2 separate regions of the Danio rerio genome follow, and region 2 is linked to region 1. The links are chromatin contacts, called in public Micro-C maps. All regions are on one chromosome and are shown on one strand. Each heading gives the region's core, a stretch centred on a gene start, on an enhancer-like site or on the middle of the called end of the contact. The rest is flanking DNA. Distances are from core to core; before and after follow the strand shown. Region 1 has its middle 90 kb from the start of itga4. Region 2 overlaps itga4 (integrin alpha 4).

What was found. A called contact is a pair of places that touch in the nucleus more often than the background predicts.
Region 2: a contact with region 1 is called in a Micro-C map of caudal fin, with 5 times the contacts expected there. The contact joins two enhancer-like sites. A contact is called at or near these places in 3 of 18 Hi-C or Micro-C datasets (caudal fin and embryo).

Annotation. Positions count from the first base shown.
Region 1 is chr9:45,629,237-45,635,379 of GRCz12tu, reverse strand. No RefSeq gene overlaps it. Among named protein-coding and RNA genes, the nearest start is that of itga4, 90 kb to the left of the region's middle. Within about 2 kb of position 2,214, at least 7 of the 62 cell types and tissues checked have an H3K27ac peak or open chromatin away from gene starts, as enhancers often do.
Region 2 is chr9:45,829,381-45,834,871 of GRCz12tu, reverse strand. It overlaps itga4 (integrin alpha 4), which reads right to left. Exons shown (of 31, transcript XM_073913154.1): 31 at 4,527-5,491. cerkl (CERK like autophagy regulator) reads left to right here. Exons shown (of 13, transcript NM_001089474.1): 13 at 12-313. The coding sequence ends at 93. Among named protein-coding and RNA genes, the nearest start is that of itga4, 110 kb to the right of the region's middle. Within about 2 kb of position 2,686, at least 4 of the 62 cell types and tissues checked have an H3K27ac peak or open chromatin away from gene starts, as enhancers often do.

The DNA.
Region 1 (6,143 bases), core at 965-3,464:
AATATCTAGTCAAATATTATTTACTGTCATCATGGCAAAGATAAAATAAATCAGTTATTAGAGATGAGTTATTAAAACTATGTTGTTTAGAAATGTGCTGAAAAAATCTTCTCTCTGTTAAACAGAAATTGGGGGGAAAAAATAAACGGGGAGGCTAATAACTCAGGGGCGCTAGTAATTCTGACTTCAACTGTAGATATAAACACCCTTTCAATAATTATATAATATTTAATCCATTTAAAATATACATTGTGAACAATTCATAGAAGCTTATTAATACTGTCTAAAACAAAGTTAGAGTAAAAAGTTATTTTAAAAAAAGGCTTGTTTATTTAAAACTGTTTAATTTAATTACTTACTCATGTCATTTTAATGTAATGTAATTATTTTTAATTAATGCCAGATAGAATTAGTAAGATTCACTTGCTTACAGCTTGTCCAAATATTTTGATTTAATTTATTTGAATTAAATTACATTTATTTTTGAAATAATATTCTGGTTGAAATAAGCGAAAATGACCATTTGTAATAACTGTATTTGATTTTAAACAAAATAATAACCTCAAATAAATAAGTAGATAAATAAATAAATTAAGGTTGTTTAATTCATTCAATTAATTGTTTTCCATTGCATACATTTAAAAGCGATTTAAATGTGAACAAAATGTGAACTGTAGCCATTCTTGATTACACTAGTTTATTTTATTATATATTTAAATATCTAACTATACGTGCATGCTTATTTTAAATTAAATTCAATACAGAAATTCTTTTAATTTCATGAAATACACTGTAAAAATGCTGGGTTCAGGATAATTTCTTCATGTTGTCCTGACACAAACTGATTCATTTAACTTGCATGTTTTGACAAATTTAGGTGAACATAAAACAATTACGTTGTGCCAAAAAAAACTTAACATTTTGTTGATTCAGCTTATTTTAAATTAGTTTGAACAACCAGAAAAAAATAATATTTATATTATTTTTTTTATTTTTACATGATCATAGCACAAAATAAAACTAATTAAAAAATCAAATACAAATAAATAAAATAAAATATAATTAAATTTAAAAATGTAAAAATTTAAATTAATTAATCAATGAAAAAAAAAATAAAACTAAATTAAATAAGGCAACGCAGTGGTGCAGTAGGTAGTGTTGTCGCCTCACAGCAAGAAGGTCGCTGGGTTGCTGGTTCGAGCCTTGGCTCAGTTGGCGTTTCTGTGTGGAGTTTGCATGTTCTCCCTGCGTTCGTGTGGGTTTCCTCCGGGTGCTCCACTTTCCTCCACACAGTCCAAAGACATGTGGTACAGGTGAATTGGGTAGGCTAAATTGTCCATAGTTTATGAGTGTGGGTGTGAATGTGTGTGTGGATGTTTCCCAGAGATGGGTTGCGGCTGTAAGGGTTTTACACATTTATCCGCTGCGTAAAAATGTGCTGGATAAGTTGGTGGTTAATTCCGCTGTGGTGGCCCCAAATTGATAAAGGGACTAAGCCGACAAGAAAATGAATGAATGAATATATGAAATAAAAATAAATAAACTAAAATAAATTTAAAAAATGAAATGAAATAAAAAAGAAATGATAAATTGCAATAATAAAAAAAATAATATAAAATAAAATAAATAAAATAAAAACAAATATGATAAAATAAAATAAAAATACAAGAAAATACAATTAAAATAAATTAAATTAAATAAAAAAGTCTGCATATTATATGCATTTTTTGTAAAAACTAAATTATTAAATTAGTGTAATAGAAGTGAAATATTAGCTGGAAACATTTCTTGAAACATTTGTAAAATCCTCCTTTTTCTTTGATGAAAATACATCCAATCAAGACCTTCAACCATAAACATTTCTACCAAGAAAGAGAAGGTTCATTTCTAATAGTTGCACAGCTGATTTTTTTATGTTTGACTTCCTGGCATCTAGAGAAGGGGGATCGCCGGCACTTCTTAAAGTTGACAGGTTAACAGTGCAGTAATCCCAGCAGCAGCTGCGGTCTGTGTGTGGAAGCATCTATTGCTGTGTGTGTGTGTGTGTGTGTGTGTGTGTGTGTGTGTGTGTGTGTGTGTGTGTGTGTGTGTGTGTGTGTGTGTGTGTGTGTGTGTGTGACTGCTAAAACTGCCATTACAATCACCTCCCTTAGGAGCTACTTAGCGAGCTCTCCTGCATCATCATGAAGACAAAGGCGCTTGGCTTTGAGGGCCAGAAGCCTCTCGCGTGTGGATTCAGTGCCATCTGTTGGCGGAGACAGATTCACACTCACAGATCAAGCCATCAGCCCAGAACAAAAGCAGAATTCCAAACTCTGATGCCAATTACTAACTGCAGTTCCTTAAAGGATATAAAGAATTCATCCATACAGATTTATTAGGATGCACCGTAAAAATGAACCCAGGAAAATTAATACATTTTCAGTTTGTTGCTCAATCAAAGGGATAGCTTAAATACAGTGCACAAGACATATCAACTCAATGTAATCCATTTAAAAATTCATAGAGAAATCAATTTTTGAGTTATTTAAGATTAAATTAGAGTGTCTTAATATATTTATTTGTCTTTAACCAAGACATCATTCATTTATTCATTTTCTTATCAGCTTAGTCTCTTTATTAATCTAGGACGCCACAGTGGAATGAATTGCCTACTTATTTACACAGCGGATGCCCTTCCAGCTGCAACCCAGTACTGGGAAACATACACACTCATTTTTACACATACACTACGGTCAATTTAGTTTACTCAATTCACCTATAGCGCATGTCGTTGTCCTGTCTATCCTCCACAATCCTATCTCAATAAAAGGTGAAAACCCCTAAAAAAAGTAAAAAAAAAAAAAAAAAAAAGAAAGAAAGAAAGAAAGAAAGAAAAAAAAATACATAAAATAATATACACAATAATTTATGTGGCGTTTTAAGTTAAGGTTTAGAAATAAATAAATGTTTTAGTCTTTTTTTACATTTTGAATTTTTACCATGAGCTACTTTTAATACATTTAATATTTATGTAGAAACTTGTATTTAAGTTAATATTAAATATTTTCATTGTGTTTTAAATGCATTTTGAAGAAGCATCTATTTGTTTTAGTCATTGTGTCATTTTTTAAAAGGAAAATAATATAATATAATATAATATAATATAATATAATATAATATAATATAATATAATATAATATAATATAATATAATATAATATAATATTCATACATTCATTCATTTTCTTGTCGGCTTAGTTCCTTTATTAATCCGGGGTCGCCACAGCGGAATGAATCGCCAACTTATCCAGCAAGTTTTTACGCAGCGGATGCCCTTCCAGCCGCAACCAATTTCTGGGAAACATCCACACACACACTCTTACACTACGCCTACCCAATTCACCTGTACCGCATGTCTTTGGACTGTGGGGGAAACCGGAGCACCTGGAGGAAACCCATGCGAAGGAAGGGAGAACATGCAAACTCCACACAGAAACACCAACTGAGTCGAGGTTCGAACCACTGACCCAGCGACCTTCTTGCTGTGAGGCGACAGCACTACCTACTGCGCCACTGCCACGCCATAATATAATATAATATAATATAATATAATATAATATAATCAAAAATATACACAGTACATCACAAACTATTGCTTAAAATGTCAAAAAATTCTTATTATTTCCAAGAAATAAAGAATAAATATATTTTATTTAATTCAATACAATATAAAAATGTATATATACTGCATTTTGAAACTGACCATTTAGCAAAATCTATGCTGCATAAAATAAAATGTTGCTAATAAAATAAATACTAAAATAAATAATATTAACATATGCTATTTCAGTTTTTCAGTTTAAAAATATCACATACAATTCTTTGTCTTGTTGTTTCTTTGTTTATGAAACATCAGCCATTTGACTAAAAAATGTTTCTACACTTTTTTAGTGTACAAAGGAATACAGTAAAAATGAGACATAAAATATAAAAATTAGCTTAAAGACATTTATTACTCCTACATACTAACACCCGATTCCTTTACTACATCGGAAAAAAAGATTTATTCGTTCATTCATTATCCGTTAGGCTTAGTCCCCTTATTAATCAGGGGTCGCCACAGCAGAATAAACCAACAATTTATCCAGCATACAATTTACGCAGTGGATGCCCTTCCAGCTGCAACCCATCATTGGAAAACACCCATACAATCGCATTAACATACAGAGAAAAAAAAGATTTACAAAATTTTCAAAGAATAACTTACAAACTCATACTGAGTGCAGATTTGGCTTCAGCTTCTAGGAATATTCATCAATTCTGCTAAAACAATTTTAGAAACACTCACACTCTCTTTGATCAGCTGTCTCGAAACACACGGTGGATCTAAATATTGTGATTCTGGAACATACTGGTTTGAGTGGGAGAGTTTCACACCTAAAACCAGAACACTCGATAATGAAAGAAAGTGCTGAGGCCTAATTAGGGTCTACGGGGAGTGTGTGCTTCATCTAAACGGCTCCAAATGAAGACAGAACGAAGAGTACTACTGACTGAACACACACAACTTTTTTTGTGTGTTAACACAGTATTATGCAAAAGAAAAGATACAGCCAAATGCATTTAATTAAGCTGGGTATTATAAAACACAGAGGACTGGCACAGTTTATCAGGGCATGCTTAAAAAGATAGTTCAACTAAAAATGAAAATTGGTTGTTAAAGATGAAAATCAAGACTTTTATGGATTATTTCCACTGAGTGGTACAGTATGGTAAGGGTCACCTTTATCAGGCTTGCGTTTCCACTGCCTAAAGGGTACCAAGGGCACCCTTTCGGTGGGCGTGGTGTACGACAAAGTTTCAGACGATGTCATTCTCGAGCGAAGAAATGTCAAAGTAAAGCTGTACTGGTCGTTCACATATCATAAGAGAAGCACTTCTCACAAAACAAATGCTTTATAGACATAAACACTGTATAAATGTTCATTACTCCTGTTCATGCAAATCAATGCACTGCAGAAAATGCTTTTCTTACTTACATTTTTGTGTCTTGTTTCTAGTCCAAATATCTAAAAATTCTTATATCAAGAAGCATTTTCTAGGCAAGCAAAACATATTGTCTTGTTTTCAGAAACAATATGCAATATTAAGTGAGTTTTCCTTAAAAAAAAGCAAAATAATCTTGTTTTTCCTTTTGACATAAGATTATTTTGCTTACCCCATAGGCAGATTATTTACCTAGTTTTAAGGAAAAACTCATTTAATTTTGGCATATTATATCTTAAAACAAGACAGTATGTTTTGTTTGTCTAGACTCTAGAACATTCTTCTTGATTTAAAAGTTTAACTTTTTAGATATTTGGACTAGAACCATGACAAAAAAATCTAAGAAAGAAAAACGTTTTTGCAGTGTGGTAGTGCAAAAATCCCACCAACGCTCCCTCTCCCCAAAATAGACATACATTTTTATTTAATGTGGACTTTAACGTCATCATATGGCTAAATTACTATGGTCTCTGCACTTTAAAAAAATATGGGGTTATTTTTTCTACCCAAATCTTGGGTTGAGGCATTTGGGTAATTTTTGGGGGTTATTTTCAGAGTCTTGGGTAGTTTCAACCCAGCTCTTTGCGTCAAATCATCTTACAGCAGGGGCTGACTGGGATACCACATATTGTGTACTAATTTGTTTAAATGCAATGAAAATAGTGTAACAAACACAGATTCCTTGCGTTTTCAGATGATTAAAATGACCAGTAGTAATTTCTTACTACCTTTTGTACACCTGTAATTAAAGCTGCACATCCCCCACCGTACTTCAGTGATGCCGAATAAAAACATCACAATTGCTGGGTCATCTTTTGCAAGCATTTTTGGATTAAATTAACCTATTATTTAAATAAAAATAACCAATTATTGGGTGAAAAACCCAATTTATAGGATTAAAAATAATAACCCAATTACTTGGGTTAATTTAACCCCTCATGTGTTCTGTCTCATATCTACCGAGCAGTAGGGTTAAAAACAACCCAATTTGGGTAGTTTTTAACCCTGTATTTTGAGAGTGTGACTGCATTCACAGAGAGCAGAGGTAATTAAAAGCTAACCTTCAACCTAACTAATAAATGCACGTTTATTATACATATGCTTCTTAGGTTTTCT
Region 2 (5,491 bases), core at 1,437-3,936, 200 kb before region 1:
TTATTTTCCAGAGTTCACCCTCAGCTCCTCACACTCTTTGGATCAGACGTGGAGGAGGCCGAGGAGACGCCGGTGAAATGCAGCTGTATCTGAACACACACTCATACACACATGCACACAGAGAATTGCTATTAAGAACTCAACAAACAAACCGCACAGAGAAATGCTTTAACATGTAAAGAGAACATTTTATGACAACACAAAAACACACAGTACATTCCAGTGCATTACAACTTAAATAAACCAAAAGACAGTTTTTAAACAAATTTGTATCATTTTTAAAGACTTAACTTAATAAACATACACAGAAAAATAGCAATGTGCTTTTTTGCATTTGATTCCCTGAACTGTGGAGTTTTGTTTTGTTTTTATGTCTTAAAAAGAGCAGTGACAAGCAACCCATCTAATGTGTTTACTCAAAATAAAAAAAGACATCCCACATATTTAGTTTGAATTCTCACAGCATAGTTTGTGTTTACAAGCTCAATCATGCAGGAAAAAAAAAAAAGCTGACAAAATAAGCTGACATTTTGTGTGCCGTTTTTGGAAAAATGAATTTGAAAATGTGTGTGTGTGTGTGTGTGTATGTATACATTGCTCGACATAATTGGGTGCACCCTATTTTGAAAATGAATATTTGTATCCATTTCTCAGTAAATACAGGCAATGTATCTTGGTGCATTTAAACAAAACAGATTTATTAAACAGATATATTTATTAAAATAATATTTTAGACCCCAAACATTTTTAAAACTCTGAAAGATAATACAAATAAATTTCAAGCAAAATATTGAAAAAAAAAAAAACTTTTTTGCTTAATTTTTTCTCTTTTTTTAAAATTTGCATTCAGTATTTTTTTATAGCATATAAATTTGGCTGTACTAGTTTTTAGACCGTTATTGTAAGTTATTTTATTAGATAAGCACCAGATTTGGCTTTGGTAGTGACTAATGTAATGTATATGCACAAATAGAATAGTGGATAGCTTCCTCTTAAATATATAAATTTAAAAGAGAGATTTGTGAGGGATGTACTTATATATGCACTGTAGATACACTACCGGTCAAAAGTTTGGCGTCAGTAAGTTTTGTTCATGTTTTAAAATAAGCTTCTCCTGCTCACCAAGGCTGCATTTATTTAATCAAAAATACAGTACAAATTGTACATTTGAGAAATGTTTTTGCAATATAAAATAATTGTTCAAATGTTATGTAATTGTTATTTGTAGTTTACATTATATTACATTTACATTACATAACAAATGTATTTTATCAGTGATTTTAAAGATGAATTTTCAGCTTCATTACTCCAGTCTTCAGTACAGTCACACGATCTTTCAGAAATCACTCTAATATTAATTATTATTACGATTATTAATAATATTATTATTATCAATGGTAACAGTAATAAAAGCAATAATGACTGGAGTAATAATTAAAACAACATACGACTCCAAACTTTTCACCGGCAGTGTATATTTACTGTAGTCAAGATTTGAAGTGGATTAAAATTGTTCAATAGTTTGGGAACAACTTTGATTAAAGATGTTGGTCCACTTCAAATGTTGACTACTGTATTTTGCTATAGGTAATTTTTGTTTTCAAGCTTTATAACAGCACCAACATTCATTCAGTATGTGATGACATTTAACACCATAATCAAGTTTGGGATATAAATCACATCATCTCACTTTTGGGTAAAAAAAAAATAATCTCATTTTATATTTCTGAAATTTCAGTTTATTGTTTTATTTCTTCTAAAAGAATCTAAAATGGCAATGTAATCAATTTTGTTGTGTTCAAATTTTATATTTTTAGATTTTATTTCAGTAAACCAGTTTAGCTTTTAATGCTAAATAACAGCACCAAATCATTCCACATATGATAAGCAAAAAATACATTTATAATACAATTTTTCATTTAAAAATGATTTGTAAAATGATTTTGCTTGCATCAGTTCACAATTGAAGCTTCAGCTTTGCTTTCATTCTTTTGCAAACTCCTATTTAGTATTCATTTATTCATTTTCCTTAGTCCCTTTATTAATAAGGGGTCACTACAGAGGAATGAACCGCCAACTTATCCAGCATATGTTTTACACAGCGGATGCCCTTCCAGTTGCAACCCAATACTGGGAAACATCCATACATTCACATTCACACACTATGGCCAATTTAGCCTCCCCAATTCACGTATAGCACGTAATTGCATTGTGGGGGAAACCGGAGCACCCAGAGGAAACCCACGTGAACACGGGGAGAACATGCAAACTCCACACAGAAATGCCAACAGACCCAGACTCAAACCAGTGACCTTCTTGCTGTGAGGTGACAGTGCTAACCACTGAGCCACCGTGTTTAGTTTACTTTTCAATTATTTTGAGCTGCTAGCTTTTGTAAACGCTTGCATTGAGCATTTAAATGTAAGTATCTTTTCACCTGAACACAAAAAAATGGGTGTTTTTCCTGCATGTGCACATCCTGTTTGGGTTTCTATACTCGTAAGAGGTGACGATCTGTGTGTATTTGTGACTGTGGAGTCCCACAAATGAACACACACACACACACATATTCTTCAGCGATGGCTGGCATCCAGACACATGCCAATCTTGTCAAGTCTTGTGTAGCGCAGCACAGACACACAACAGCAGCCTCCTTTGCTTCTTCTCCATGGCACCGAGCCAAAGCACGCAGAAAGCACTCGCTCCTCCATCTGGCGTCTCCGTTCCAACTTCTAACTATTCCACTCAACAGAGAGCGTTTGGGAGGAGAGAAAATACGTGCCGTTTCCTTCTTTTTTTGTTGCAAGGAGAACCGATACAGCGACGACGCAAAGGTGTGAAAACCCCAATCGCAGCAATGTTCTGCTTGAGAAAGGGTGACGGAAAGTGCCAGAAAATCCTGTGCCACCTCTGTTAAGGGTACACTAACTTGCTGGCGTAAGAAAACTAGTCTCTTTTCAGATACACACAGGCATAACCTTAGCCAGAAAAGCTACAGCAGTGCAGGTTCTCCTTTACAGCAGGCCAGCAGCCAATATGTTCAGTGATCGGAGGAAAACACTTACAAAGGCTCCGTTCCAAAACCTAGTGAGCTGCCTTGTTGTATACACCCTATATAGGTTGCTGTTTTTTTTTTTTTTTTAAAGGGAGCATCCTGACTCTAGCTGATTCATTTTATAGTTAAAACTGATACATCTTTGAAGATGCTTTGCTTTGTGTCATCTTCATCTTCAAAAGTAAATTGGGGAAAATGGAGGCACTTATGAATTTACTGATTTCAAATGGGTTTAATGTTGCTATGGTAACAACAGTCTAGAATAAAAAAAAGCTATATATCCATATAAGCATTTATAGGGCATTCATTGGAATATTAAGCACCCATTTGCTTTCTACTGATATTATATTGCATTATATTGTACTTATAAATACAAACCCTACTAGAGTGTTATTATAAGACTTTAAATTTATATGAATATTAAATTGTTATTCATGTAAATGTACTAATTGTTCATTTAGATCAAGGGGCTCAAACTCAAATTGGAGGAGGGCCACATCAGTGACTGACAGTTCATAGGAGGGCCGCTTTAACATTCAAGCACCAGAAAAAAGTGGAAACCTGATGTAATTGATGCACATTCTTCCTCAGAGTATTCAGTCACAGTTCCTTCTTTTTGTTTCTTATTGTACATATTGAAGAGGTAACTTAAATTGCTATGAAAATATGACAATTTAATAATAGGCATATTAATAATTATTATAACTCTGTTCTGATCAATTGTTGCTTAACCAAAGGCTTAACAGATAGCGTAAGAACAGCAGAAAGCAGATTGGGTAACTTTAGTGACTTTACTGGCAATTGTTCTTCTCAAGATCTTTCTTTTTGTAAAACTACAACAAAGAATAGGGAAAATATTTAGTCAAATTTTACTAATGCCCATTTATTATACAAATTTTAATATGCATATGAGTACAATCTGTTAAATAAGATGAGACCATTTGAATCGAATATTAGCAAAATGATCATATTTACACCACCATCATAACGTGTAATCCATGAAAAGGTGTTTGTACACAATACAGGTGGTATAAAACTGATTATTTCAACGTTTAAATCAGCCCCAGAAGTAATCTGCATGTGTGATACTCTCGAACACACACTGGGAGAAACTGAAAATAACACAAACATATTACAGTACTTTTTTGTCCAAGGCTATATGCGACTGCACAACAATGATAGTGATTCAAAAATATATATATTTTGGGGGGCCGAATCTAATTACATTATTGACGTCAATTACGGGCCAGAGAGAGAAAGAGAGAGAGAGAGAGGGGGGTGGCCCGCGGGTCAGCAGTTTGGGACCCCTGGTACTACGCATATATTAATAGACAATTATATTTTTGACAGATACTTTTGATACTTATCATTGTGTAAATAAATAAATAATATTTATAATCAACATTCTCTTTGTTTAACTGCCATCTTGGGTGCATTTTATTAAACTAATCACATCATTCATTCATTTTCCTTCAGCTTAGTCCCTTTATTCATCAGCGAAATGTTTTACACAGCGAATGCCCTTCCAGCTGCAACCCAGAACTAGGAAACATCAATACACACTAATTCACACACATATACTATGGCCAGTTTAGTTTATTCAATTCCCCTATAGCGCATGTCTTTGGACTGTGGGGAAAACCAGAGCACCCGGAGGAAACCCACACCAACTCGGGGAAAGCATGTTAACAGAAACAGGGGGTTTAAGTTAGGACTATTCTAATGGCCCATGCCGTTTTGGGGCCCCCTTTGAAATACTATTAGGCACCCCAAACCCAGCCCCCCCCTGCAAAATCCATCACCCCCACCCGCCTATCAAAACATCCCCAACTGCCCCTACCCTATTCTTTACTTCAGTGTACAACACCAATGTCATAGGGCCCATACCAGCCAGCAGCACCCCTGACTACCTGCTTTTCCTTTTCTTAAATAACAAATTGTCTTGTTTTTGGTCCAAATTTCCAAATATTATTTAATCAAGAAGTAGAATTTTCTAGACAAGTAAAATACAATTTTGTTTTCAGAGATATATCATGAAAATTAAGTGAGATTTTTATTAAGACAAGCTAAATAACCTGCCAGTAGCGGGAAAAAGCAAATTAAATAAACTTCTTGTAGTTTTTTAATAATATTATGTTGCTTGTTAAAAAAAAAAAAAAAAAACTCACTTAATTTTGACATTTTTTTTCCAAAAACAAAACTCCATTCTTTCATTTGTCTAGAATATTGTTCTTAATTTAAATTTGATATTAATTGTAGTATTTGGACTAAAACAAGCCCAAAAACTCCAAGTAAGAAAAGCATTTTTTATTTTTTTTGCAGTGAATCCGTGGACATGACTGAAAGCCAACAAATAGGGAGAAAATATAATTATTTTACATATTGTCAGAAAAGTGTCTAATTCCTACAAATTAGGGTTAGATTTCATTCATACAA